Linked DNA regions of Mus musculus: all the other regions are linked to region 3. A link is a contact called in public HiChIP or PLAC-seq and promoter capture Hi-C data. All regions are on one chromosome and are shown on one strand. Each heading gives the region's core, a stretch centred on a gene start, on an enhancer-like site or on the middle of the called end of the contact. The rest is flanking DNA. Distances are from core to core; before and after follow the strand shown. Region 1 holds the start of Ndufb10 (NADH:ubiquinone oxidoreductase subunit B10). Region 2 holds the start of Meiob (meiosis specific with OB domains). Region 3 holds the start of Lmf1 (lipase maturation factor 1).

Evidence for each region. HiChIP or PLAC-seq counts read pairs in DNA pulled down with a chosen protein or histone mark. Capture Hi-C pulls out chosen DNA fragments and counts their contacts.
Region 1: a contact with region 3 is called in a promoter capture Hi-C map of liver, with 2.4 times the contacts expected there. The contact joins the promoter of Ndufb10 here to the promoter of Lmf1 in region 3. A contact is called at or near these places in 2 of 115 datasets of contacts at active chromatin or transcription factors (embryonic stem cells and pancreatic cancer cells) and 2 of 9 other capture datasets (adipose tissue and liver).
Region 2: an H3K27ac HiChIP or PLAC-seq map of embryonic stem cells shows a contact between it and region 3, with 2.4 times the contacts expected there. The contact joins the promoter of Meiob here to the promoter of Lmf1 in region 3. A contact is called at or near these places in 2 of 115 datasets of contacts at active chromatin or transcription factors (bone marrow-derived macrophages and embryonic stem cells).

The regions. Positions count from the first base shown.
Region 1 is chr17:24,722,718-24,726,786 of GRCm38.p6, forward strand. It overlaps Ndufb10 (NADH:ubiquinone oxidoreductase subunit B10), which reads right to left and starts at 1,706. Exons shown (of 4, transcript NM_026684.3): 1 at 1,470-1,706; 2 at 1-76. The coding sequence starts at 1,617.
Region 2 is chr17:24,802,940-24,807,458 of GRCm38.p6, forward strand. It overlaps Meiob (meiosis specific with OB domains), which reads left to right and starts at 1,443. Exons shown (of 14, transcript NM_029197.1): 1 at 1,443-1,473.
Region 3 is chr17:25,576,338-25,580,921 of GRCm38.p6, forward strand. It overlaps Lmf1 (lipase maturation factor 1), which reads left to right and starts at 2,837. Exons shown (of 11, transcript NM_029624.4): 1 at 2,837-3,042. The coding sequence starts at 2,850.

The DNA.
Region 1 (4,069 bases), core at 456-2,955, 850 kb before region 3:
GTGATGTCTGGCACTCGACGGTACTGTCGGTGGTAGTAGTAGGTTCGGTTCTTGGCATGCTGTCGTTCAATAAACTCTGCGGAAGAGAACACCTTGAACCTTGGCCTGTCAGCTGAAGCAGCTTGAGGCGAAGGGTCTGTAGTCCCAAACTGGCCGGGCGTGGTAGCGCACGCCTTTAATCCCAGCAGAGGCAGAGGCAGGCAGATTTCTGAGTTCGAGGGCAGCCTGGTCTTCAAAGAGTTCCAAGACAGCCAGGGATACACAGAGAAACCCTGTCTCGAGAAAACCAAAAAAAAAAAAAAAAAATAGTAAAATAAAAATAAAACCAAACCCAAAAATACAAAATAAAGTCCCAAGCTTTTACAGACCCCACAATTGAGCCCAACTACCCATGGGGTGGGGTGGAGTTGAATAGGCAAGGAGGCTCTATTAGGAACTCAAGCAAGACCCAATGGCAAATTACACAGCAGAGTTCCAGACACAGACATTTCTAAGATGCTACCCAAAAATGTAGTTGACCTTACTGCAATAATGCACTTGGGACTGGCTTGAAAACCATCTTTCTAACCCAAGGACCACCTGTAAGCCAGGGACAGTGACAAGTGTCTAACCCAAGCTACTGAGCAGCTGATAAAGATATTTGCTATGTTTGTTGTCCTGTATAACATTGGAGATGCTGTCTCACAAAGAAGCCACCACAACCGGACCCTCAACACTAAGGAAAAAAAAAATCTTAAGCATGCTGTGCACCCCTAATGCTGGATAAATGAGCTGCTTTGCTTAAGCCCAGCCTGATCCAGCTGCTGCCCACCGTTCTGGCAAACAGGTTGAGTGGATCGTTCTCTGGGACCAGGGATAGACATTTAAAACACGGCTTTGCCAGGTTAAACTGTGGTCCAAAGAGAACAAAATTACCACCCTGGTCATGCAGACGGATACAAACGGTCCATTTCAACAAGGGCTTATTGACTGGCTACTTGTGTACAACAAGGAAAGCTCCTTGCAGGTGGGTTAGATTCCTGTTTTTGGTACTTTTGTACCAGGCTGGCCTCAAACCCAGAGATTCACCAGCCTCTGCCTCCCCAGTGCTGGGATTAAAGGCATGCACCACAACCTCCCGGATTCCAACCTCCACCGCTTAAAAGAACGACCGGGGTCGACGAAAGGTTAGTTGGGGTTCTGCTGAAGACAGAAAGGATTATAGACAGGGTAGTCCCGGAAAGAAGTGGACTATCCTGCGGTGCAGCAGGGTAGACGGGAGGGCGTGGGAAGTGATCTGGAGTGACAGCACCGGGGCGTCTCAGATAAAAGGTAGAGGGTATCTTAGATGCACTGGGGGAGATTGAGACGATTCAGGGTGCGGGACAGCGGCATGCAGCGGGTGGTGGTTTCAGGGGGCGGAAACTGGATGTGGGATCCGCGGGGTAGGGGGGATCTCCACTAAGCGGGCGAAATTCTAGACCCTGTACCTCTCACGAGGGTCACGGGCCAGTCCACGACGAGGTCGTAGGCCTTCGTCAAGTAGGTGATGGGGTTAGGGAGCGAGGTCTGCGGCGAGGGAGCAGGCGTGCGGCTCGGGGGCTCCGGGTACACATCCTTGTCCCAAGAATCTGGCATGGCTTAAGCAAACTCTCCCCACCGACCTTCTACTCGCTCCACGTCCGGATCCGCTGGGCCCGCTAAGGACGCGGGACCTCTACGCCTGCGCAGAAAGGTGACAGCTGCGCCTGCGTAGTGGGCAGCCGCGAGGCACCATGGGATAGTGGTTCGCCTCTCGAGCACCCCCTTGTGGTCCCCAGCGCTCTGAGGCATCCTGTTTTTAGTTGGACAAAGATCACCAAATGGCTGGAAATGCTTTGCCCTGACCTACCAGCTAAGATAGCAGGGAATATGGTGAACATGGCTTGGAAGAGTACACACACCAGTCAACAACTGCTCTAGACTCTGCCTAGGTTCCCTGGGGCTGGTGGGTCCCAGTGAACCTCGGGACTTCTCTGAAGATGCAATCCTTGGAGGAAAAGGGTCCGCCACCCTAGGCACAGTGCTTCGCCCTGCTTCTGGTGGTTCTGGTCCTGAGCACTTGTGTCCTGAATTGTTCACTGTCCAGGACTGCACTGCCAAAACTCTTGAGTTTATGTGTTTAAAACCTGGTTTTGCAACCTGGAAATCCTCACTTATGTGTCATCTAGGTGCTGGTCACCTCCTGCCAGAGTTAGGGGCTAAGAAACAGCTATTAGCTGTAGAGATTTATCATAATCTAGTCTAATATAGACATCAGTTGTGACACCTAAGTCAGACCCACAAATCTTATCATTTTGGTAGCATAGAATCTTAGCATGTAGTGTAAAACCACTATCCCCAAGGAACATTTTAAACCTAATGGAGTCAGTAATTTTACAACTACAGAATTTTGATTGTGTAATAAATAATGTGCAAGCCTTTGATCCCAGCACTTGGGAGCAGAAGCAGGTGGGTCTCTGAGTTCGAGAAACGCTGTCTCAACAAGCCAAAAACAAAAACCTAAAAAGACACATGGGCATAGTGGCACAAATCTGTATTTGGACCTACATAAGGGGCTGAGCTGGGACAATCATTGGAATCCAGGAGTTCAAGATCAGTTTGGGGAGCCAGATATGTAGTTTCAGGCCTATAAGCCTAGTATTTTGGTGGCCAAGGACAGGATTGCCATGAGTTCAAGGCCAGATGGGTTATAATATGAGACCTTTTTTCTTTTTTCTTTCTTTCTTTCTTTCTTTCTTTCTTTCCTTCTTTCTTTCTTTCTTTCTTTCTTTCTTTCTTTCTTTCTTTCTTTCTTTCTTTCTTTCTTTCTTTCTTTCTTTCTTTCTTTCTTTCTTTCACAGGGTTTCTCTATATACCCCTGGCTGTCCTGGAACTCACTCTGTTGACCAGACTGGCCTGGAACTCAGAAATCTCCCTGCCTCTGCCTCCTGAGAGCTGGAATTAAAGGCATGAGCCACCACTTCCTGCTGAGACCTTTTCTCAAAAGAAAAAGAAAGGGTTGGAAAAATGGTTTAGCAGTTAAGTGGTCTTCAAGAGGTCCTGGGTTTGATGCCTACTGCTCATATAGTGGTTCATAACTGTCTGCAACTCCAGTTCCATGGGATCTGATGCCCTCTTCTGGCCTTCAAGAACCCTAGGCACACAAGTGGTACACAGACATACACAGAGGCAAAACACACATACACATAAATAAAATAAAATCTTTAATTAAAAAAAAAAGGAAAAAGTCTGATGGTAGTGGTACCAGCTTTTAAAGATTTATTTATTTATTATATATGAGTACACTGTAGCTGTCTTCAGATACACCAGAAGAGGGCATCAGATCCCATTAGATGGTTGTGAGCCACTATGTGGTTGCCGAGAATTGAACTCGGGACCTCTGGAAGAGCAGCCAGTGCTCTTAACCGCTGAGCCATCTCTTCAGCTCTGGTACCCACTTTTAATTCCAGCACTTGGGAGGCAGAGCCAGGCAGATATCTGTGAGTCTGGTCTACACTTCCAATACAGCCAAGGCTACACAAAGAAACCCTGTCTCAAAAACAAAACAAACAAAAAAAACAACCAATGAAACAAACAAAAACAAAACAAAAAACAAGAAGACAAAGAAAAGATAGTGAAGTAGAGGCCATGGAGGGGTGCTGCTCACTGGCTTGTTCTTCAGGGCTGATTCAGCTTGCTTTCTTACAGAACCCGGCCCCACCCACAGTGGGCTGGGCCCTCCCACATCAGTCATTAATCAAGAAAATGTGTTACAGGCTTATCTATAGGCCAATCTGCACTTGATCTTAGCCAAAAAGCCAAGAAGCGATCTATAGGCCAATCTGATTGGGGACATTTTCTCAATTGAGGTTCCCTCTTCCCAAATGACCCTGGCTTCTGTCAAGGTTTCTTTTTTGATAAAAAACAAAAAAACCAAAACAACAACAACAACAAAAAAAAAAACCCCAACTTGCCAGAACAGGTTCTTGTATGAATATGTTTTTATGTTTCTTTGTTTCTTTGTTTGTGTCAGGGTCTTATGTATCACATGCTGACCTGTAACTTGGTA
Region 2 (4,519 bases), core at 193-2,692, 770 kb before region 3:
GCAGTTTTCTTTTGTAATATATGTTAACATATGGCTGCTTAATATTTGTCAGAGAAACCGAAAAAAAAATTAAATAATACTAAATGTTGACAAATTTAATAGATTTAGTGATAGGACCTTAACTTACTTATTTCAATAAGTACTTCATTAATGAAAGTCAGAGTAAGATTTTTATATGGTAGTAATTTTGTTTGTTTGAGACAGGTTCTAGATAGTCCAACTTGGCCTTTTTTCTTTTTTTTTAGGTCTTCATGAGCTGAGCTACTCATGATCCTGAAACACATGATTCTCCTACTTCAATCTCTGAAGTTCTAGACCAGCCTGGTTTACAAAGTAAGTTCTAGGACAACAAGGGCTGTTACACAGAGAAACCCTGTCTTTTTTGTTGTTTTGAGTCAGGGTTTCTCTGTGTAGCCCTGGCTGTCCTGGAACTCACTCTGTAGACCAGGCTAGCCTTGAACTCAGAGATCCACCGGCTTCTGCCTCCCAAGTGCTGAGATCAAAGGCATGTACCACCACCTCCTCCTGAAAACCCTGTCTTAAAAAAACAAAAGCAACAAAAAAATTAGTATTATCTATTTTAAGCTCAGCATAATGGCTCATGTCTTTAATCACAGAACTTCCAAGGCAGAGGCCTCTGAGAGTTCAAGGTCAGCCTGGTCTACATAGTGAGTTCCAGGACGGCCAGAACGACATCATAAGACCCCGTCTTAACGTCCCTGCCCCCAAATAGTATTATCTATTTTATATAATACTGTGGTATTTTCAAATAGTATTATTTTACATAATATTATATGTGTACCTCCTGATATATATGGTATGTGGTAAAACCAGGGAAACTCCTTTAATAAGAGCATCTGGCCATTTCCTCTTCCACAACCCTATCGGTTTTTATATCCGTGTCTTCCTTCAGTTCACTTTCTGCTCTAAATTAAGAATATTTCACTTAAGGTAACTTTGTGCTTTCTCGGAGACGTGTGCAATTATAAGACATTTATGAGGGTTGCTCAGTGGGGACAGCCTGAGACCCTAGTCAGGATCCCAACCAGAGAACTGCGGCAAATGCCTAGCCTGCTTCCTTAGCGACTTCCCCCTTTCACTAGCTCCTGTGCGGTGCGTGGTCGCCGCTCCTGTCTTCGAGTGACCCCGAAATTGGCTTTTCTGGGTCAGTACCTACGGCCGACTTGGCCTCCACCACCTGAGTCCTTAACAAAGTTCTCCAGTCCAAGGAATGGGTAGTGCCTCTCCCCTAACCGTGAACACGTGCGTGAGACCCGCGGCCATAGGGGCGGAGTCCACAAGCGCTGGGGGCGGAGTCAGTGGGGGCGCGGTCAGTAGGGGGCGGAGGGGGCGGGGCTCGAGCTAACGGTCGGGGACTCCAGGCGGTTCGCCCACCGGGCTGTGGGAAGGCCTAGAGCGTGACCGGCGTCAGGTGGAACCCCGTGGGTCACCTAGCGGGCCCGGAAGTATCCGGTGAGCCGCGACCCAGACTGCCTGTTTCGGCATCCGGCCGGCGGCGCGGGACCGCGCTCCGGTTCTGAGAGCTGGTGCCTGAGCTGAGGGGAAACTCGCGCGGGGTCGCACGCGCCGACGTCCCCAAGGTTCTCCGCGGTGCGCGCGGCCCTCGGTCTGTCAGGTCCCTTCCAGTCAAGACTCACTCATTCGTGTCTCTTCTGCCCTGCCCGGTTGCTTCTTGTCAGGTTCTACCCTGCCTGTCCACTCCTGTCAGCTCCCTCCCAGCCCGTCCATTTCCTGTCAGGTTTCTCGCTGTCACGGTCCCAGGTTGTTAGTGTCCCAGGTCAGCGTGTCTCTCGAGGTCAGAGCCGTACTGTCAGGTTCCATTCCGGCAGATGGCTCCCATGGAGTTGCTTACCCTCCACATCCTCACCCTGTCAGGCTCCCCAGGACAAGAATGAATCCCGTAGGCAGGCAGGGGTGGTTGGTGCACTCCTTTAACCCCAGGCATGCAAGAGGGGAGGCAAAGGCAGGCAGATCGTGGAGTTCCAAATCAGCGAGTTCCAGGGCCGCCAGAGCAACACAGAGAATCCTTGTTTCGAAAAACAAAACAAACAAAATTCCAGAGACAGGCCTTTTTAGTTGTTTGTTTGTTTGTTGAAACAGGCTCTCCCTACGTAGCTCAGGTTAACCTTGAACTTGTGATTCACCTGCCTCTGCCTCCTGTGTTTGGATTACAAGCCAGCACCACTCCAAGCATCAGAGGAAATGGAGAAAAATGTTCTCTTTCTCCTCTCCCTGCTTACCTTTCTCTTCCTTTCTTTCTCCTTTCCTCCTTCCTTTTCATCTTCCCGGAATTGTCTGGTTCTTTCTTTCCTTTCAAATCCTTCCTCCATCCCTCCCTTCTCGAGACAGGGTCTCAGGTAGCCCAGGGTGGCTTCAAAAATTCACTATGTAGCTGAGGTTAGCCTTGAACTCTTGATTCTCCTACCTTCACTTTCCAAATGCTGAGATTGCAGGTATATGTCACCATATCTAGCTGGAAGAGAGGTTTTAAGGAGGAAGGGAGCCTGTCAGTTCTCAAGGATAGGGACAGGATATATCAGAAGCCTACATGCAGTATGTATGTATATCATATAGGATCCAGGAGGATAGAGTATGTAAAATATATATACATATATAATATGTTATATATATGTTAAAACATCTATATAAAATGAGTAAAACATATATAATACATATATTCCTACAGATTACTTTCCCTGACCTCATGTCCCACTTGTTTCCCCTTACTTCTACCTATAACACCCCCTGGTTACCACTGTTCTTTTCATTATATCCAGGATTTTGCCTTTTCCAGAATGACACACAGTTGGAATAATCAGAAACATGTTAAAATACTGAGTGGGAATGGAAAGATGACTCAAGGGATGAGTGCTTAGAACAAAGGGATGCAGATGTGATGAATTTGGATCCTAGCACCCACATAAAAGTGAGGCATGACTGCACTTGTGGGGGTTGGAGATAAGAGATCACTGGTACTTGCTAGCCTTCAGTCCGTCTGGCTTTAGTTTCAGTGAGAGGCTCTGTTTCAAAGAAATAAGGCAAAGAGAAATAGAACTGGCTTCTTCCTCTGGCCTTTGTGTACATTCATGTACACACATGTGCATATAAACTATACATACCGCACATGATGATGATGTAAAGATGTCAGGTGCCACGATGGATGTGTAGAGGTCAGAGGACAAGTTTTGGGAGTGGACTCTCTCCTTGCATCATGTGATTTCTGGTGATCAGATTCAGGTTGCCAGTCTTGGTAGCAAGAGCCCTTACTCAGTGAGCCATCTTATTGACCACCCCCTAAATTTTTATGTTTAAAATTTTTATTTATTTATTTTTTTGACAAAAGCAGTGCTAGGTACTACCATAGAAAGTTACTAACACTTTCCCCAGTGTGGTAGCCAGGAGGTCAGCTTTCTAATGGACAACTCAAGAGTGTTTGGAAGAAAGGAGACTTGTTGCACTAAGAGAAACAAATCCTAGTCTTATAAAACATTGTTACAAAACTTGTGGTTTGTGGTGAGAGGTTGCAAAGATACCCTGTATAGAAATAACATCATGGAGAACTCTTCCTTAGCATAAATCTGTAGAATAAAACAGAAAACATAGGAAAGTCATTTCCAAGTTCTCTGAAAGCTTCCTTTACCTAGAATAGCAAGCTATAAACCACACCTGTTTTTCAACTAGAATTCATATCTATCTAAAAAGTTAGCCGTAACAATATTATCTTCAAATTATAAAATGATTTTTGTTTAGGACTTCATTTGATCCAGTCTACAAACAGTAGCAACTATGTGTGATACCCTGAAGTACCTAGTCCTTTGTGGTTACATTAGAGGAAGAGACAAGGTACAGCTCTGATCTTATGAAGCAGCCTTATAAGGAGGAGACAGACACAAAGAATGAGTAGCAGGAAAGGCCTCATCTTGGGACTAATATAGAAGAGCCTGTCCTTGGAAGATTGGAAGGTGGTGTGACTGGGGAAAAAAAAGAAAAAAGGCAGCTGCTTTTTCCCAAACCCCACATCTTCTCTGGTCTAGGGGAGTAAGGCACTGGAGGGTGGTTTGAAGAGAGGTGGAGACAGTAAAGGCTCTTCACACTGCAGGCTATGGCAAGTTTAGACTTTGTTCTCAATGCTCTGGAAAGGTTTATAAAGCAAGGAAGTGATATGATCTAAAAGATGGTTTGTCATGTGGAAAAGAGACAGACAGATGGAGAAGATCAGAACAGAAGCCGAGTATTGGGCATAATGGGCTAGAGAGATGGCTCCATGGTTAAGATCACTTGCTGCTCCTCCAGATGACCTAGGTTTGATTCTCAGGGTGTTTCACAACCATCTATAACTCTAGTTCCAGGAGATCTGACGCTTCTGGTCTCCTTTGGCACCAGACACACAAGTGTGTAGCAAAACGCCCATGAACATTTTTTAAAAGCTGGGCATAGCGTCACATACCTCAATCCCACCATTCTAGAGGCTGAGGTTGTTGGGGTTGGGTAGATGGGG
Region 3 (4,584 bases), core at 1,587-4,086:
CTGACTAGTATAAGGGATGCCTTCCTTCTAGATAATTGTAAAACATTCAACTTAAGGGACTCATAGTTTTTAATCTACATTTTTTTAACATTGTGATAAAACCAGGCATGATGATACACATCTGTAATCCTAATACTTATAAGACAAAGGCAAGAGGATGGCTTCAAGTTCAAGGCCATCCTGAGCTACATAGTAAGATGTCTCAAAAAAAAGGGGGGTGTCAGGGATTCACGATTCACATAAGCCAAAGGATTCAGCAGCATGCAGGGTCTCAGCATGGTCACTTAGCCATCTAGCTTCACCACATTCTTGAAGGAAGCTTCATATCCCCTTCTTTCTTACTCACCCCTGGAAACCACAAATCCGTCTTTCCTAATGGAAGTGCCTTTAAAAAAAAGTATCCTACAATGTATCAGGCTCATCTCAGCCTGAGGTCTTAGGGTTCATCCATACTATAGCATGTTATCCTACAATGTATCAGGCTCATCTCAGCTGGAGGTCTTAGGGTTCATCCATACTATAGCATGTTATTCTACAATGTATCAGGCTCATCTCAGCTGGAGGTCTTAGGGTTCATCCATACTATAGCATGTTATCCTACAATGTATCAGGCTCATCTCAGCTGGAGGTCTTAGGGTTCATCCATCTATAGCATGTTATCCTACAATGTATCAGGCTCATCTCAGCCTGAGGTTCATCCATACTATATAGCATGTTCGGCTTTATCACTTCTTATGGGTGAGCGACACTCCAGTGTGTTTCAGCTCAAACTTGCTTCAGCACCACCAGTACTGGGATCACAGGTATGCACCACCATACCCAGCTTCCCACTGTACTTTGTATTAAACTCGGGCAGAAACAGGCAAGCACGATAACCTCTTCTTGGCTCAACCCTGCCCTGTGTGACCTGCTTGAAAGCTGGTTCCAGATGGCATCCCAGAAAGGCAGGCCAGGGGCAAGAACCTCCAGCCACTGAGGACCCAAATTTCCTGCAGACCCCTTCTGCTGTCCTCGCCCACCGTGGGCAAATCCAAGAGGGACGCTAGAGCTGAGTCCCAGCCCCAGCTGGGCGCTGGATGCTGGAACAAGAGGTCCACTTTATGCTCTTCACAATGCCCCATTGTGCCCTTCTGCAGGGAGGACAATGTTACCACTGCAAGGGGAAGCTGAGGACAAAGGGCTCTTTGTGAGGATGGTCCCCACCTGAGCCACAGCACCCAGGGTCACACCTGATGGCAGAGCGGTCCTTCCTCTCCTTCTATTCCCTGCATAGCTCTGGCTTCCAGAAATAATTTGAGGAAGTTGTGCCGACTAAAGCTGCCCCCCCCAAAGGTCTCTGCTGGCCCATCCCATGCCTGGCATATGCCAGTGAGGAGAGGCAGGGCTAAGGGTTCCTACTGAAAGATCTGGATGCAGGATACACAGTTCCTTCAGTCTCTAAATTCTTGAGACCTTGGGCAGATGCTGGCCTGTAGGAAGCCTGGCAGGTGGGAAGTATTTGTATTACCTATCACAACATCTGTAATGGGGCATACTCTCAGCTGGGCTCCCAAGGGAGTGCTTCTGAAGAAAAAGAAAAGGAAACTTAAAAAAAAAATACCCAAAGCACGTTGTAGGCTGTATTTCTATGCTAGCACTCTAGTATCAGGAAGCCTGGAGGCCGGGAAGAGTCCCAGCAACAGCACACCAGTCCTTACCCACAAAAGGCTCACTGCTGGTGTAGAGGTATAAATATTAATGGGTTGTTTAACCATGCAAGCATTGGTCATTTATATGTCAAAGCAGCAATCACAAAAAGGAGATGCTAAGGATAAGTTGCAAAAAAAAAAAAAAAAAAAAACCAACCAGTGATAATTCAGAAAGGCACAAGATCTTTAATACATAGAAAGCTCTGAAAGATGGATGGAAAAAAACCCTTGTTCCAGAGAGCCCTGTAGTTGGCATTATAACCACTCTGGCTGTTGATGCCATGTTTAACCATGCAGCATTGGTAACTTATATGTCAAAGCAGCAATCACAAAAAGGAGATGCTAAGGATAAGTTGTTAAAAAACAAACAAACAAACAAACAAACAACAACCAGTGACCCTCCTTTTCTCTGCTGCAGAACGCCTTTCTAGTATCATTTGTGGGCAGTGCTGGAGTGGCACCTAACACGAAAAAGCAGAATTGCTATCAGGCAAGTGGCATGTAATACCAGCATCGAGGGAGGCAGCTCATGAGGACAATTTCTTTGCTGTCATTCTGGGCTTTATAGCTCAAGGCCAGTCTGAGCTATTAAATATAAAGTCAAATATAAAAGCAGCATTTAAGGTGTGTCTCCTTGGGATTCTGCGCATGCTACTGGTGGGTAAATCTGAGTCCTTGATGGTCCAGTGGCCCCATAAATAGCTTGAACACGGTCCTAGATCTTCATAGAGGTGCCACCTGTATACTGAGGTCTCTGGGGACCACAGACAAGGAGATTTAGGAAGAAGAGAAAGCAGGAGGTTCCAGGGCAAATTTCAGGTTTCTTCCTGTCAGTTGTCCTATAGTATAATCTGCGCCTTCCTGGGCAGCGGGCAGCAGAGGAATACAGGATGAAAACCCTGCTCTGCCACGGCCACAGGCCTGGCCTTCCCTGCACATTCGCACCCAGGACACGGCCTGCCGTCACTAGCTCCTTCCCCTGTCGCTTCACTCTCTGCAAATACTGAAGCCACCACGGAGACGCCCACCGCTAGGAGAGACCGCCCAGAGAGGGCGTGGCGCGTGGGCCTTGGCTGCAAGAGGTCCGCGTGTCATCCAGGGGAGCTTGTGTGGCTTTCGGGCTTGTGGGCGTGGCCTCCGCGCGCACCGCCCTTTGTGCTCATGCGCCCAGACAGCCTAGTAATGGCTGCGCCCGAGGGGTCGCTGAGAAAACGGAAGGTCGGGGGTGCGGAGCACAGTCCAGCGTCGCAACCTTCTCTGGCTAGAGATCCCGCAGATTCTCCAGCTCGGCTGCACACGGGCACCTTCTGGCTGACTAGAATCGTGCTCCTGCGGGCCCTCGCTTTCATTTACTGTGAGTGTCCGGTGGGAGCGGGCTGTTGCCGGCATCCTGTGACCTGGTCCCAAACCCTAATTGCTTCCGGACTCCCGTTTGTCCCTCTATAGGCTTCAAGGATCCTGCACTAAAACCATTCTGCCCTTCTGTGAGCTTCCGGACCCCGCCTTCTCACCTCCCACTCAGTGGCTGCTTAAACTTTATGTCAGGTCCCTCCTCGGCGTGTTCCTGGGACCCCACCCCAACCCCTGCCTCTCCACAGCCCCACTTAGCACGTGTAAGAGGCGAAGGCAGTCCCCATGCACTCCCTCTGCCTGCACCCTGGGAATGGCGAGACGATGCTAATTCTATTCCTGTTCCGAAGCCCTAGGGGAGATGACGGTCTTTAGCCTGCAACTTAGACCTAGCCTCGCCCCTTTTGCCTTCTCTCAGTGGGTCCCCCACTGGACCCAAAGGTTGTGCAACAGCTCCAACCTGACCTGCTTGGAAGGGCACCCGGCAGAGGGCCCAAGGATCTAGCCAGATTTCACTGGTAGGCAAGAAGTGAGGTTCAACCAGGTCAGCTCTGGAAGGACTCCAAGGTTCTGCTTAGGCTCTGCAGACCTTTACAGTCCACTGCAGCATCCCATACCTACCTGAGCCTAAAGAGTCTTAGCCTCCTTCACTTCAGGAAAAGCGGAATCAAAGGTACTGGCAGGCAGGCAGGCTGGTGTCCCCCATACACACCGCTTTTTGGTTTTGGTTTTTGTTGTTGTTGGTTTGGTTACTGTTTGTTTGTTTTTTAAAACAGGGTTGCTCTGCATAGTCCTGGCTGCCCTGGAACTTGTTCTGTAGACCAGGCTGGTCTTGAACTCCTCACAGAGATCTGCCTGCCTCTGCCTCCAGAGTGCTGGGATTAAAGGTGTGGACCACTACACTGGGCACTGATGTCCCCTCAGCTCCTGGCCTGTTATTGCTACCCACAGTAGTGGGCCAGGAGATGTCATATAGAACCAGTTCCAAACAACTCACTATAGTGACACCTGAACCCCCAGCTGAGGCTGAGCGCCTGTCTACTCACACTGGGCCTGCCCTGCCTGTGGCCATGAGACGGAGCTCAGGCTTAAAACCTGTGGACATCTGTCTGGTGGGAGTAACTGTGGGTTCCAAATCCTCACCCTAATTCCTAATACCTAGGGGGTGGCCCAGTGACTATGTGGACACTGGTGGCCATGGCCCAGCCTTTTAGTAAGGAAGGCAAAACTGAGTGCTAAGTAAGCCCCAGGGCCCAGGACATGCCAGGCTCGTGCATGGTGTACCTTCGGCATCTTTCAGAAGAGTCATCTTAGACTTTGGGCTGTGTCCATGTGGCTCTCATGTGGAGAGTCAGGCTCATGTGCATTTTTGTGTGACGGACTGGCTACTTCCGGGTGCATTGGAGAACTGGAGTTCTTAACCAAACGGTCCCGTGTGTTTGCCTGCCTGAGTTTCCACTTATTCTCTCTAAAGCGGGTGGAAAAAACTATCTAGGCTTGTGCTGTTTTATCCCATGCAATACTAAGGAATTCTGGGAACGTTGGT